Regions from separate parts of the Hordeum vulgare genome. Here all the other regions are linked to region 1. Evidence: chromatin contacts called from public Hi-C data. All regions are on one chromosome and are shown on one strand. Each heading gives the region's core, a stretch centred on a gene start, on an enhancer-like site or on the middle of the called end of the contact. The rest is flanking DNA. Distances are from core to core; before and after follow the strand shown. Region 1 has its middle 100 kb from the start of LOC123446505. Region 2 holds the start of LOC123448701 (nardilysin-like). Region 3 overlaps LOC123448704 (vacuolar-sorting receptor 1-like). Region 4 holds the start of LOC123448702 (transcription factor RF2b).

Region 1 (3,563 bases), core at 778-3,277:
GCAGCTCGGTTGGGTGCGCATGGCCAGATACTTTTCAAAGTGGGAGGAGGGTTGTTGGTGCGTAGGCGCGGCCGGCGAGGGAACAGACTGCTGCGGATGGGATGACGGGACGCGCTGCCTTTTCGAGGACACACACTGCTACTTGTGCAATGTATGGCTACTGTCTCGAACAATCGTATCAACCAGTGGTGAACAATGGGGCCGTGGGCAGTAGCCCTTCTCTTTATTCCGGTTCTTTCTTGCGACTTATTATTTCCGGTTTTGACTTGCGCACAATGTTAGAATAATTTGAAATGCACGTCGATTCGTCGAAGAAGCAATTTCATAAGCACGAGCAATAACATTGAGATCTGTTTAGTATCGTATTAATTAGAAAATATAAGATAGATTAAAAATTATTCTAGTTTGTCTTCTGCTTTTAATTGATCATGTAAAGCAATACAATCCAACTATTTCCCAAATCTCTCTCCCTTTCTCCTTTCTAACGTGATATCATTTTAACCGATCCACTGTTTGGGATATCGCTTATCGTCTCGGTCGGTTGAAGATTAGAGATTAATCGAAAAATCGGATGATTAATCAATTTTATCGGTGGACTATTAATCGGTCAGTTTTTTTATAAGTCATAGGTTTGAGGCACTGATAAGATAAAAATAGAAAAAATCTTCACTGAAACTGTTAAACAACATGCCTTTAATTTTTTTAAATAGGAGTATAGGACAATACTATAGATAAGTAGACAATTACAAACCATTGTCATTGGTTTCTTCTATCCCAACCCCGTCATCATCAGACTCGAACTCTATCTCATCCTCATTGATAGGCACATCGTCAATTTCATCATCGGAAACGAACTCTTCCACTTCATGTAGTTCTCTCACCCTTAGACTTCTACGAGGCTCCATTGCATTGTCATCTTCGGTTTCCTCCATCTCATCATCAACGTAAGCATCTTCGCATATCCAATCTTGGGCTGTGGAAGCATCTTCACCAAGGAGGACATAACAAGATGATGACTACTTCTTTCTCTTGTCTAGCATTCTTCCATTGAATTGAACATAAACTAAATCGTCCCTACGACGCACATCTAGTTTATTTCTTCTCTTTGCATCTACCTACAAATTGCAAAGTGAAGCTTAGATATTCACATATTGTCAAAAACAAAGTAAGGATCAGATTTGAGCAGTAGTGGATTTGAGTATTTGCAAGTTGAGAATTAGTTGTTCAAAAACACTCCAATTTCTTTCACATCGGATGAACTTGTGGTCAAATTGAGTATCCTCATGGCCATGTGCATCAATGTAGGAGTTTGTAGTCCATAAGTTGCCCACCAATCCCCTACATTTATAGAAAATTGAATGCATTACCAGCATCTAAAAATCTACTACCATCATCTACAAATCTACAATACCAGTCAATACCAACACCTATTCATGAAATCAATAGTGCATCAAATTATCAAAGAATCTAAAACGGTAAAAAACAAAAAATGCGCTGGCAACCCTGAATTACACTAAAGAAGCACGGATGGAAGCAGGTCCAACCTTTGGCCTGCTTGCTACTGGAGGACGGTGTGGTCGGGGATGGTGTGTTGCTGCATGCGGTGCTCGCGGTGGCGAGATGGTCGGGTCATCGACCGTCAGGAAGGTGCCCCGGTTCACTGCTGCTGGAGGAGGAAGGGCGAAAGTGGTGGTCACGGAAGAGTGGTGGTGGCGGCGGCGAGATGCTCCACGGAGCCGGCGAGTGGCTTCGACGAGACTGGTGGTCGCGAAGATGGGAAAGGAGCCGGCGAGATGGCGATGTAGCCGCGAGATGGAAAGGGAGGCGGCGACTGGGCTGTTGGGGAAGAGGTGGGGCAGCTCCGACTGTGAAGAGGAGGCGGCGACTAGGCTAGCCCCGACCACTGGAGGCAAGCAGGGTGGCGGCGGCGGTGTGGATCGGGAACATGAAGGGGGAAGTGTGGATGGGGAATTGCGGCGTTATGGACGAACTGTGTAGTGTGGATAGAATCTGGCAAACCCTATCGGCCTACCGAGCGGCAATATTTGGTGCTTTGAGGGGGAAGCGAGGCCCATTTTCAGATTTCTGTACACACGGGCCCATATCGATTAATCGGAAATTTCGCGATAAATCGGTTGTCATACCGATAAATCGGCCTAAAAGATTAATGCTGACGATATGGCCTTTTCTTAGCGGTCACACCCCGAGTAGGGATTAATCGGTCGATTTTTGAACAGCGAATCCATCTGACTATGTGCCGCAGCCGCTTCTGCTCCGTGCCGCCTCTAGACCGATCCGCCTCCATGACCGTCACTCGGGACCGCGTCGGCCGTACCTAGGGTTTTTCCGTCGGTCGTGTTGCTCGGCTGCCCTAGAAAGACCTTTTCCCGAGCCCTTACTCAGGGCTTTTCTCTGTTTTGTCGGTCCCTTTAATCGACGTTTCTTTTTGGTTTCTCAATCTAAGAGAGGTTTGCGTTGTCCGTCGCCGTCATCGACCACCGCGCCTCTATTCCGACATCGACGCGACCACCCGGTCTTTTCTCCGACCCGGCGGCCTCGTACAATGCGGCGGTCCCTCACAGTAGTCGCCCCGCGCGTCTGCTCGCTCGTCGCCTTGCGTCAGATGTTGCCCCCCCCCCCCCCCGCGCTCCAACTGGGACCTCTCCATCATCACCAGCCTCCGTCGCGCATGTACGATCTGCCCAGCCGGCTGTCAACTCCTGTCGCGTTGGCCTTGCCGGCTGCTGGCTCCGGCTGCGTCGAGCATGCCGGCTGCCAGCCTCACCGACTACCTCGGGTCGGCTGTCAGCTCTGGCCGCGTTGGGCTCGTATGCATGTCGTCGTCGACTTCATCTCAGACTCTGCCGCCACCCCGCCTTCATCGAGCGACGTCTCCGACCTCGCGCATGATCAGATTGATAACCCACCCGCATGTGATACGTCTCATTTTTGCACTGCGATCGATCTGGCCCATGGGTTACGCGCGCCTTCGTAGATTTCATGAAGGCTGTCCCGAGAACAGCGCGCCCCTCCACTGATCAAGCAACGAGTTGCCGCTACGTCATCCCGTTGGGCCGCATCACCACCGTCCCATGGTTTTCCCCGTGGCTGCACCAACTCGCGCGCTACCGCTATGTAGCCCCTTCGGGTCGTAGTGTCATGACACGCAGTCCCTGTGACCCGCGAGCCGCCGCTACATCGCCCCTTCGGGCTATAGTGCCACGACACGTGGTCCCTGCCGCAGCCCGAGGCCGTCCCCATGGCTGCACCGACCAGCCCTCCGCCAGTGCGCTACCCTTCGGCATTTTGACATTTTTAACGTTCCAACACCTCAACCTCCATTACAGAGAATCACCGACCATCAACAACTGATGTCGGATTAGATTCTTTCATGAATTGTGTCGTCATACTTACCATTCCACCTGCATAACATGTGTGTTTTAACGGAAACATTGTGTTTGGTGGGTGACATATGATTGATATTGTGCGGATACTATCGAAGGTGCTAGATTTACATAGTAAGTGTCTCAAGGCGCTACATGTCGACCTTTCTCACACGTGCC
Region 2 (3,563 bases), core at 400-2,899, 870 kb after region 1:
TGGCAAAACTTGCTTCATGTGTTATTGTGTATCATTTTTGTATGGATTTTTAATAATTGTCGATGATAAGGTTAAATGTTAAATGTTTTAAAAAAGAAGTATTGTCGCCCATCTCCCGAGCGTGTCCCCGCATCCTCGCCCAGGATGCATGCCAGCTCTTGTTTACGCACCGGAGTGTCCGTCGAGCGAAGTCGGCCATCTCCCGCATGCTCGACCCAGAGTCGGCTCGACCCCAGCGGCGATCTGCAGCAGGGACTGGGCTCGATCCCGCTTCGATTCGATTCAGGGAGAGGTGCCAGATCCCGTCACCGCTGACTAAGGTGAGGCCCGCCTCCCCCTACCAATCGATCTGTGTGCCTTTCCCCGTTCCAGCCGCCTATCGTGCCGTCGCTCGCTCAGCTCCCGTGCTGGGGTTCCGCGTGCTTTCCGACGGGTCCCGCGCGCTCGGTGGCCGCGTGGGGTGGTTGCTGCCGCTTCCAGGTAGTAGATCGGGCGATGGTGCTCGCATCCGGCTTGATCCGGACCTGATGCCGACAGATGGGCGATTGTTTCGGCTGCCACACCGTGTCCTGCCACGACGCCTACCACATGGCGACGGTGTGCACCCGCTACGGCTCCAAGGACTACACCCGCAGCCGCGCCGTCGCGAGGATGGTCGGGTCGGTCCTCTTCGCGTGCCGCAACCGCCAGCACGGCTGCGTTGCGTCCCTGCCACGTCACGCCGTGGAGGAGCACGAGCGGAGCTGCCGGTACGAGCCCTGCTTCTTCCCGGCCTGCCAACGCCCCTTCTTCGGCTCCAAGGACTACACCCGCAGCCGCGCCGTCGCGAGGATGGTCGGGTCGGTCCTCTTCGCGTGCCGCAACCTCCAGCACGGCTACGCTGCGTCCCTGCCGCGGCATGCCGTGGAGGAGCACGAGCGGAGCTGCCGGTACGAGCCCTGATTCTTCCCGGCCTGCCAACGCCCCTTCTTCCCCGGCGTCGATGACAGCGCGCAAGAGCAGCGCCTAGCCGGTCGCCACGACTGGCTTCTCCACCGCCTCACCTACGGCAAGGACGTCTTGGTGGACGTCGACCCGGACCGCCTCGCCCTGATCCGCGCCCACGATCGCCTCCCTCGCCTTGTGCCCCTTCTCCTTCTCCTTTGGGTCCTCTCTTCCTAACGCCATGTCACTCTCTCTTTCTCTGGATAGGCAGGGTGTCGTCGCCACCGGAGCAAGACGCCGCACCCGCCGCCAGATCCATCCACACCAAGCCCGGATCGGGAGGGGAGGGGGAGCTCGAGCCGCCGCATCGCCCCAGCCGCTCGAGCCGCCGCGTTGACCCTATCCAGATTCAGGTGAAAAAGGATCGCGGGTTGAGTAGGCAAAACTACAAGGGGTTTTGTGTAAGAACGAAACGTTTTCTTAAAGTATCCACTTAAAATAGAACTACGGGTTAATTACCCGAGACGACAAGGATGTTTTCACAAAAATGCCACAACGGACGACCAGAAACTTAATTTGCTTTATTATTAGGGAGAGACGTGTAAAATAAAAATGAGGTAAGGCGGTAGGGTCGCATAAATCCCCGTTTGGAACGCACTTGCGTGTTGCGTCGGAAGCGATTCCTTGATACAAATAGTAGGCCAAAGCTTTGTAACCCTAAATAAACAAAACCAAGATATAAACCAAGGAAACAGGAGAGGAGGCCCGCGCTGCTACTGCCGCCGCATACCTATCTCCCACCACCTTCGTCCCTCCCTCCTTCGTACCCACAGGCGGCGGCGGACGGCCGAGATGGCGGCGGCTGTGTCTCGCGACGACGAGCTGGTGGTCAAGTCCCCCACCGATAACCGTTCCTACCGCCTTCTTCGCCTCGCCAATGGCCTCTGCGCCCTCCTCATCCACGACCCTGAGATCTACGCCGACGGCGGCCCTGCCCCCAAGCCCAACGAAGACTTGGACATGGACGACGGGGACGACGAAGAAGATGATGACGAGGACGACGAAGAAGATGACGAAGAGTATAGCGACGAGGACGGGGAGGACGACGATGACGAAGAAGAAGGCGAGGAGGACGAGGATGGGAGCGAGCCCAAGAGGAAGAAGGAAAAGGGCAGCTCCGAGCCGGTCATTAAGAAGGTACCGATGAGTTTTGCTCTTACATACCTCTACTTGTTCTATTCAATCTAATTTTGCTAGTACATTGGATCACTCTCCTCTGTGGTGGCCGTGATGCTGCTATTATGAACGATAGCTGGATCTAGCATAATTTAGTGGAACTGGCAACGATCAGACAGGTGGATCATAACCGATGGAATGTAAATTGAACTGTTGAGAATAATTCGTGTGTCCAAGTGGTTAGAACCAATTGCTAGCTTGACGGATTTGTTCAGGATTGTGCTGTAAGAGATATTACGCTTTCTCTTTTTGCTATATTTCTGCAATTCTGGAATAGGTGCATTTTGATAGCCGTGAGTATTGCTGCCTGCAAGTTTCATGTTTGGTTTTGCTTTTCCTTACATGATCCATCGAATTTCAGGCTGCTGCTGCAGTGTGTGTTGGAATGGGCAGTTTTGCGGACCCTCCAAAGGCACAGGGCTTGGCTCATTTTCTAGGTATGCAATCATTGTCATCTTTGTTTTACCGATCTTGTATTATGGCTGATCATATGCATCAGCTAAAAGCTTAAAACTACCAAGCCTTCTGTTCGATGCTATCCAAAAGTTGGAGGGAACTAGTCTGATGATATGTACGCTCTAGCTTATAGTAATCTCAGAGTGTTCTGAATTTCTGCAGAGCACATGCTTTTTATGGGGAGCTCTGTTTTTCCAGATGAAAACGAGGTTTGTACAATGTCTATGCTTTTACACTCCCTTCTTCTCTTCTGTGAGTCAAACCCCGAGATTAGCCGTGTCTGAGAAAGTTATGTGCGTTTTATTGTCCTTTTCCCTTATATCTATTACCATCACACATTCTGCTTGGATCAATGTTTGTTTCGGTAGAAAAATAATGAAGCATTTCCTTTTTGAGAATGAATACTGAAGCATTTTGGTGATATACATAATGACACTCTGCCATATTTGTCAAAACCTGACATATGTGATTACTAGACTAAGAGTATCTCCAACAGCAGACTAAATTTTTTGCCACCTAAATCCAGTTTTTGTGGAGGAGAGAGAAGATTTAGGTAGCCAATATTTTTGTGTTTTTATATCCGACCTGAAAACTTGGATACCTAAATTTTAAGCTTCTAATTCTACCACACTATTTGTGCATGTGCAGTGCTCTGAATAATATCAAACCCATGCCAAATAAATCTGAAACAAATAAAACACAGACAATACCTAATTATTACATAGCTCATCAATCCACAATCCGAAACTCAACACAATTAGCCCAAAAAAGCAAGCAAAAATACCTTGGGAATGACGGAGTGACATACTAATGAATCATAAAAAAGGGCAGCCCGGTGCATGTAGCTCCCGCTTGCGCAGGGTCCGGGGAAGGGTCCGACCACTTTGGGCCTATTGTACGCAGCCTTTCCCTACATTTCTGCAAGAGGCTGTTTCCAGGACTTGAAC
Region 3 (3,563 bases), core at 552-3,051, 810 kb before region 1:
TTTATATTGTACTCTCGTGCCAGTCTAATGCTATTGATAAACTCCTTGCACTTGCAGGCAAGCAAGCTGCCTCCTCAGTCGGGTGGAGCTTCATGTGGGTTATTTTCTTTGGACTTGTATTTGCCGGGGTCGGAGCATATGCAGTATACAAATACAGGCTACGGGTAAAACATCCTCTGACATTTATTTATTTTCAAGTGGTCTTGGGTTGGACTTGAACCAGTCAGTTGTTGACAATAACAGTACGTATTTGTGGCTGACTCCGTGTGTGGTATGATTCCTCATCAGAGCTACATGGATTCGGAGATCCGCGCCATCATGGCTCAGTACATGCCTTTGGACAGCCAAGAAGGTGCAAACCAGCAACAGCATGTGGCGCATGCTGGTGATATCTGAGACCAGATGGCACACGAAGCGTGCAGCATATTTTACCATGGGTGGCGTCGGCTTTACAGCGCAAAGATACAATTTGTACGCGAGGAGATTTGATGTATGATTCTAGGAGTTACACTGTTGTGCACCTTCATTTTGTGAGACACGATGAACAGCATAGGCGATATTGTCCCCCTTTGTCGGCTCTAGACTCTTGCATACTACGTACGTGTCAACATCCTGTAAATACTTGGTGTTCAGACAACTTGCCCCCTTATATCTGAATAAATCTGGAGCCTAGATGTGGTATGCAACATGCATGTGCCTTTTTTGTTTACCCTCGATTGAATACAGCACTTGCTGCTTCTTTTCGAAGTGGTCAATCACAGCATAAAACGTCGCATTGCATTGGCTGCAAGTTTGTGCAAATTTCCTTCCTCCTCTCGTCTCTCTCTCGTGAGCAGAGGAGCCATGTGGACCTTCCTACTCTCGTCTCTCGTGAGCAGAGGAGCCATGTGGACACGGTGTGCTTATGGCGTCTGGGTGCAGCGTGGGCGCTTATGGTTTATTCAATTAGTGTGGGCTGACGCGCTATGTAATTTCAGTTTTTTTTTTATTTGTATTAGTCGATGACTTAACCTGATATGTGCTATAAAATGGTTATGTGCATCATAGGCAGGATACTCTCCTCTTCAAAATGAAAAGAGAGGAGACATGGGAAGGGTGAAGACTGAGGAGCCATTGCAGCATGGGAGGGGTTCAGCAAAGCAAAACATAGAGTTTGCTCGAAAAGGGCGGGGGAGTGGGGAGACAGGAGACAAGAAAGAGCGAGCGTGTGCAGCCTTATGATAGAAAAAAAGTATAGGCCGCGTGCGTTGTGCCGACTATTTCTTTGGTGGAGTAGTCTCCTTCTTTTGAGGGAGGAGCTCCATCGATTTTTCTTGTGCTCTTTCGATGCGCCTTTGCTTTGCTTTGCTTTGCTTTGAGAGGGAGAGAGAACTAGAATCTCACTCCTGCTATGGGTTTGATATGGTTGTTCATGGCCGAGTTCCTAGGCGATCAATCCTTTCTGGTCATTTTTCGTCGTGCTGAATCACTAGGGGCTCAGCGTGGCTGGCTCTAGTACCCACCTAAGCTAGCTCCATGATGCAGTTTGGTCGTTGCAGGCTCTGTCGACCTGAATACGTACGTACATGTGCACGCTGTACTGTTGGGCAGTTCGGGGGGACACTCGACTAGTTGCACTGTAGTAGTAATGCAAGCGTCCAGTCACGAATATGGTGAGGTGAGGTCCCTTCGTTGAGAGAAAGAGGAGATACGGTGAGGTTTTCGGCGACCGATCCATTTCAGATCGGTGAGGTTTAGGGCTGTCCATAGTCTCACAGGTGGCCCCCAACAACAGCATCCTAGAACAGTCAAACACCTTTCCCTGCCTGCACTGCATTCTACATACACTCTCCTACGGGGGCTGCTGGTGGTGGAGGTCGGGTCCCGCCCTGCCCGCGCATGAATGCGGCCATGGGCATGGGCATGGAGCGCTCTCTCTCTCTCGATCCTCGGTCGCCGCTGGTCCTTGATGGATGCCGCCAAATCCAGCCACTGCGCGCAAACTGTTGTGGCCAGCGAGATGCGGCAGCGCAAATGAATGCGTATTGATGGCGGCAATCAAGACTCCCCCGCTGCCGCCTCCTGTCATGTCCAGGTGCGCCATTAATTGCGGACAAACGCCCGCAGCGCCCAGCACCAATACCCTCCTCCCTTCCCCGCGTCTCGCGCCGCCTCATCTTCCTCGCTTGGCTGCTTGGCTTCGCCTGCGGCTCTCTTCTCTTTCCTCCCGCTTCCGACTTCCGAGGCCCGGATGGATTGCTACGAGCCGGGTTTTGAGCGCCGCGCCTGACCTACGCGCGCGCCCGTGGCCTGGGGGACTGCCGGAACACATGTACTCCGTAGTACGTACTCTCTCCATCTTAAAATGACTGTCTCAGTTTTATATTAAAATTAATATAAAGTTATATTAAACTTAAGAAACTTAGACTGGTTGATATAGGTATTAGTATCATGCATATAATACTAGTCTATGGTACCACATCTGTAATGCATATTATCTTTGTCACGTCATGATTTTGGAAGGCACGGTTAAATTTACGTGTATTTTCACAATAGATAAGATTTAAGGTGCATTGCATTTATTCATAGCATCTACTTCCTCCGTTTCTAAATATAAGACCTTTTTAAGATTGCACTATAAACTATATACGGATGTATATAGACATATTTTAGAGTGTACATTCACTCATTTTGCTCCGTATATAGTCTCCTAGTGAAACCTCTAAAATGTCTTATATTTTGGAACGGAGGGAGTAATTAGTAGTACTATATTATACTACTTCTATATGCATGCATAGTGTGAATTGTATTTTTAACTCATTTCACATCCAATCAATAACCACCTAGGTTCTAGAGAATTTCTATGCACACCTTCTAAACCTTGACGGAGGGAGTATCATAGAGTAGTTCATTTATTGTCATGTAAGACACATAGTAGTATATCATTTAATATGATACGGTATCATGATATAATACTCAACCCTCTCATTCTTCATTTAATTCCATGCAACGTCATTGAAATTGCCTAATTGGCATGCATGATACTACCCATGATACTCCGTCGTCGTCCGTTTGGATCAGCGCGGACAAAAAGTTGACCCAACGCGCCGATTCGAACGAACGCGCGTCCGTTTTTGTCCGCCTACAGATCCATTCCCGGTCCAATTTTGAGTCCGATTTACGTCGACGCGGACATGAAGCGAACGCGCACGACGCACGTCTACTTCCCTCCTTGGCCCGTAAGTTGGCGACAAACGACCACTTTTTTCCTTCATTTTCCCCAAACCACCCCGCTCGCTCCCGCGCCCGCTCCCACCGCCATGGACGACAACCTCAAGGCTGCCGTCGCCCTCCATGGCCTCGTTCGTCGCCGCCGCCGTAACCAGAGGCAAGGCCCGCGCCCCCACCCCCGCAAGGCCGCCGCGCCGCCCAAAAAGAAGAAGAAGGAGTTGATGCCCGAGGAGCGGGTCGTGGAGTCGGCCAAGAGGAAGGGTCGGAGGCACGCACATGATGCAAGGGGCGAGGCAGCTGTTGCCGCCGCTGCGCATCAGGAAGACACCAATGTCCGGGTGAAGGCAGCAACG
Region 4 (3,563 bases), core at 463-2,962, 640 kb after region 1:
AAATTTGAGTGTCAGCCGAGGAAGACTTTTTTTATTAGGATAAAAATGAACCAAATTTAAGAAAAGACCAAATAAAGAACCCAAATACTAAAAAGTGCAGCTGTACTATTTCGGTGGAACGAGCCCACCATCACGCAGTTTATTTGTTTTGTTTTTTCAAAACACTACAACTTTTGAACCGAGTGTTAGAACGATGATCCGTTTTCACGGCTGTGTTTCTTACGACGAGCTCTTCCTAACTAGATCCCATATGGATAGGTTTCGACAAACTTTTTTTGAGCAACTGTGGGATGATATTTAGGCAATTTTAGTGATAAAGAAAAGCAACTTCTTATTAGTGTGCCTAGTATAATCGTCTATCAACGAAAATTCCTTCAAAATTATCTATCATGACTAGAAGGTTAAATAACTTCACCCTTTAGCAACACCAAGGCAAATGTGGTCGGCTATTTCCAAACTAAAATGGTTAAATTATGCGTCGGATGTGCATGCTAGGCTCCGCATGCGTTGGATGTCCATTAATTCACGTCTGAAAAAAATTCAAAAAGCTATAACTATCAAACCGCGTGTCGAAATTATGATATGTTTTCATCGTTGGGTTCCTCGTGACGAACTCTTCAAACGAGATCTCATATGAATATGTTTTGAATTTTTTTTTTAAAAGCAACTTCGATGCTAGATGAGGCAACTTTAGTGTTAAATAGAAGTACTTTGATGCTAGATGTATTGCATCGTGTGTATACACATGAGTTGTTTGTTGAATGCACTGGAGTTGCGCAAAAAACACACTAAAAGTTGCTCACTTTTTTGTGATACTCGAGTGCAATTATGGCAACTATTCACAAATAGTACAGAAATGAGCATTAATGGCACACAACTGAACATTAACCGTAGGCAATTGACCATCAGTAATAGGCAACCGAGCATCAAAATTGAGCAACTTTATAGTATTTTGTAGGCAACTGAACGTCAAAATTGAGTAATTTCACAGTATTTGTAGGCAATTGATCATCATTGTTTAATTATGTAAAGCTTTTAGATGTAAATCTAGTCAACTGTTAGTCGTGGTAACCAACTTAAAAAAATTCTTCGCTGATAGATAGATATACTAAGGGGGGAAAGGAGTTACTTGCCTATATCACTAAAGTTGCCTCATATAGCACACAAAGTTGCTTAAAAAAAAGTTCGTCGAAACCTATCCATATGGGATCTAGTTTTGAAGAGTTCGCGTAAAAAATATACCCGTAAAAACAAATTATTATTCTGACAACCGGTTCAAAAGTTATGACTTTTAAATTTTTTTAAGACGCTAACAAATATACGTTGTTCGCCGTCTTGAGATGCGCCAGCTACGGTAGCCGCGTCCAACGAAGAATTCTCTCTTAAAAGATGTGGGTGAAACCCAAACAGCTCCTTGGTTGGATGTCTCATAGCTAGACCGGCGAAGCTCGGGGTCGGGGGCAAGATCCACCGGTCGGCACTGTGTGGCTGCGCCGATAGACACGCACAAGCATGCGCACGTGCCGATAGATCCCGGCTCCATTAGCATGCAAAAAAAAAAAAAAATGGTAACCCGACCCGCCGTGCGTAGAAGAAGAGAACAAGGAGAAGAAGGCGACGCGTCCGGTCGTCCCTCCCTCCCTCCCAGTGACATGCACATGCACATGCATGCCCATCCATCCCCCTTCCCTTCCCTTCCCTTCCCAGTCTCATCTAGCTAGGCCAGGCCACAGTCCCAGATCCCACTCTAACCCCACCTCTTAAAAACCAGACCAAACCCGAAAGCTACAGGGAAAACATACAGGCGCAGCAGCAGCAGCAGCCGCCGCCTGCGCCTGCGCGCCCTATCTACACCTCCTCCAATCCCTGGCTCGACCGCCCAATGCAGCAGCCCAAACCCGCGGATCCGCCGGCCCGGCCCTTCCCGCCGCCTTCCCCGCCCATGGCGGCGGCGGCGGCCACGGCCATGCGCGGGGCTCACCACCGCCGCGCCAGATCTGAGGTCGCCTTCCGCCTCCCGGACGACCTCGACATCGCCGGCGGCGCCGACGGCGACGCCTCCGCGGGCTTCGACGAGATCGGCTCCGAGGACGACCTCTTCTCCACGTTCATGGACATCGAGAAGATCTCCTCCGGCCCCGCCGCGGGCTCAGACCGCGACCGCGCCGCCGAGACCTCCTCCCCACCGCGCCCCAAGCACCGTTACAGCAGCTCCGTCGACGGCTCCGGCCTCTTCTCCGCTGCCGGCAGCGCTGCGCGGAGGGACGCTGCTGCCGCCCAAGCGCTGGCCGACGTCCTGGAGGCCAAGAAGGCCATGTCCCCCGAGCAGCTCGCCGAGCTCGCAGCCATTGACCCCAAGCGCGCCAAAAGGTGCCCATCCCCGCCCCCACACTACGATGCTCAATGCTGCATACTTGCACTAGTGTCTGGTTCGTACGGATACTACAGATCAACTTCTTTCGTTCCTCCGAGGTGTCTGGCGATGGCGCGAGGCATTCAAGGACAATTATCATGTTTTTTAAGGGAATTTTTTTTCCTCCAGCTTAGAGAAAATATGCGCATTTGCGGCTTAATTTGTTTCTTTGCGCATTGTGTTGGATGGTTGGTTGGCAGGTGGGAAGTTAAGGTGGTGCTTCTTTAGCGTTTGGTTGGTGGGATTTTGGATAACTCATTGTTTCTGAGTGATGGCGCATGCTTTAAAACACCTTCTGCCGGGTGCTGGGTAGTTGGCGGGTTAACCAACATCTTCAGTAGTAATAAAGGGCTAGCTGTAATTCGCTTAATTCTTTACCTACAAGTCTTGCAGTGTGCTGATATGTGAATTGGTTTGGAGGATTGGATTGTCATGTGTACTTAGTTGCCATGCTTGGAAAGGTATTGGACAAATGCGAATCCTATAGTCAAAAGAATATTAGAGACTAGTGACGCATGCAAACTTATTGTAACCTATTGTATGTATTTGTATGACTTGATAGTGAAAGCAAGTAGGAGATCAATGATCGCTAAGGCATGCCATTTTTCCCCTTCCTCACCTACATGTCTCTGTTGGAATAGTTCAAGTCAATAATAATCAATCAAATTAGAGAAAATGACGTCACATTGAATAAAACCAATTTGATAGCTGTGAACAGTTTGGGCTTTCATTTCTAAAAATCACAATTCCTTATAAGCATGTGATGCAGCAGTTAGTCTCTTCAATATGGTGGAGACGTTATCAGTGATAAATCTTTAACAGTACTTCCGCTGGTTTTACATTTAATATCTCCACTACTATATTAAACAAGCGAGTTGTGGCAGAAAAATTGAATATCAGCCCTTCATTATCTTAGATCCATTGACCTACATTGCTCCAAGGACAGTGTAGCAATTAAAGCAGCTTAAATCCCAATCAAAGCACCATGCATTCCAAAAAAACTAATGTCATATCAATCAATCAGATCACCGTAATTAGTATTCCAAAAAATAAACCACCATAATTAGCATTCCAAATATATAAATCACTGTAATTAGCATTCCAAAACAAACATCTTTTCGCCGCAAAAAAACATCGTCATTTGGAATGT

What was found. A called contact is a pair of places that touch in the nucleus more often than the background predicts.
Region 2: a contact with region 1 is called in a Hi-C map of leaf, with 4 times the contacts expected there. The contact joins the promoter of LOC123448701 here to the enhancer-like site in region 1. A contact is called at or near these places in 2 of 6 Hi-C or Micro-C datasets (leaf and seedling).
Region 3: a Hi-C map of leaf shows a contact between it and region 1, with 4 times the contacts expected there. The contact joins two enhancer-like sites. A contact is called at or near these places in 2 of 6 Hi-C or Micro-C datasets (leaf and seedling) and 1 of 1 datasets of contacts at active chromatin or transcription factors (embryo).
Region 4: a Hi-C map of leaf shows a contact between it and region 1, with 4 times the contacts expected there. The contact joins the promoter of LOC123448702 here to the enhancer-like site in region 1. A contact is called at or near these places in 2 of 6 Hi-C or Micro-C datasets (leaf and seedling) and 1 of 1 datasets of contacts at active chromatin or transcription factors (embryo).

Annotation. Positions count from the first base shown.
Region 1 is chr4H:392,724,070-392,727,632 of MorexV3_pseudomolecules_assembly, reverse strand. No RefSeq gene overlaps it. Among protein-coding and RNA genes, the nearest start is that of LOC123446505, 100 kb to the right of the region's middle. Within about 2 kb of position 2,027, at least 2 of the 3 cell types and tissues checked have open chromatin away from gene starts, as enhancers often do. A contact at or near this core is called in leaf, where this site is marked.
Region 2 is chr4H:391,857,280-391,860,842 of MorexV3_pseudomolecules_assembly, reverse strand. LOC123448701 (nardilysin-like) reads left to right here and starts at 1,649. Exons shown (of 19, transcript XM_045125669.1): 1 at 1,649-2,121; 2 at 2,522-2,597; 3 at 2,779-2,825. The coding sequence starts at 1,777.
Region 3 is chr4H:393,530,764-393,534,326 of MorexV3_pseudomolecules_assembly, reverse strand. It overlaps LOC123448704 (vacuolar-sorting receptor 1-like), which reads left to right. Exons shown (of 12, transcript XM_045125673.1): 11 at 58-164; 12 at 289-686. The coding sequence ends at 396. Among protein-coding and RNA genes, the nearest start is that of LOC123448704, 10 kb to the left of the region's middle. Within about 2 kb of position 1,801, at least 3 of the 3 cell types and tissues checked have open chromatin away from gene starts, as enhancers often do. A contact at or near this core is called in leaf, where this site is marked.
Region 4 is chr4H:392,079,410-392,082,972 of MorexV3_pseudomolecules_assembly, reverse strand. It overlaps LOC123448702 (transcription factor RF2b), which reads left to right and starts at 1,712. Exons shown (of 4, transcript XM_045125670.1): 1 at 1,712-2,370. The coding sequence starts at 1,883.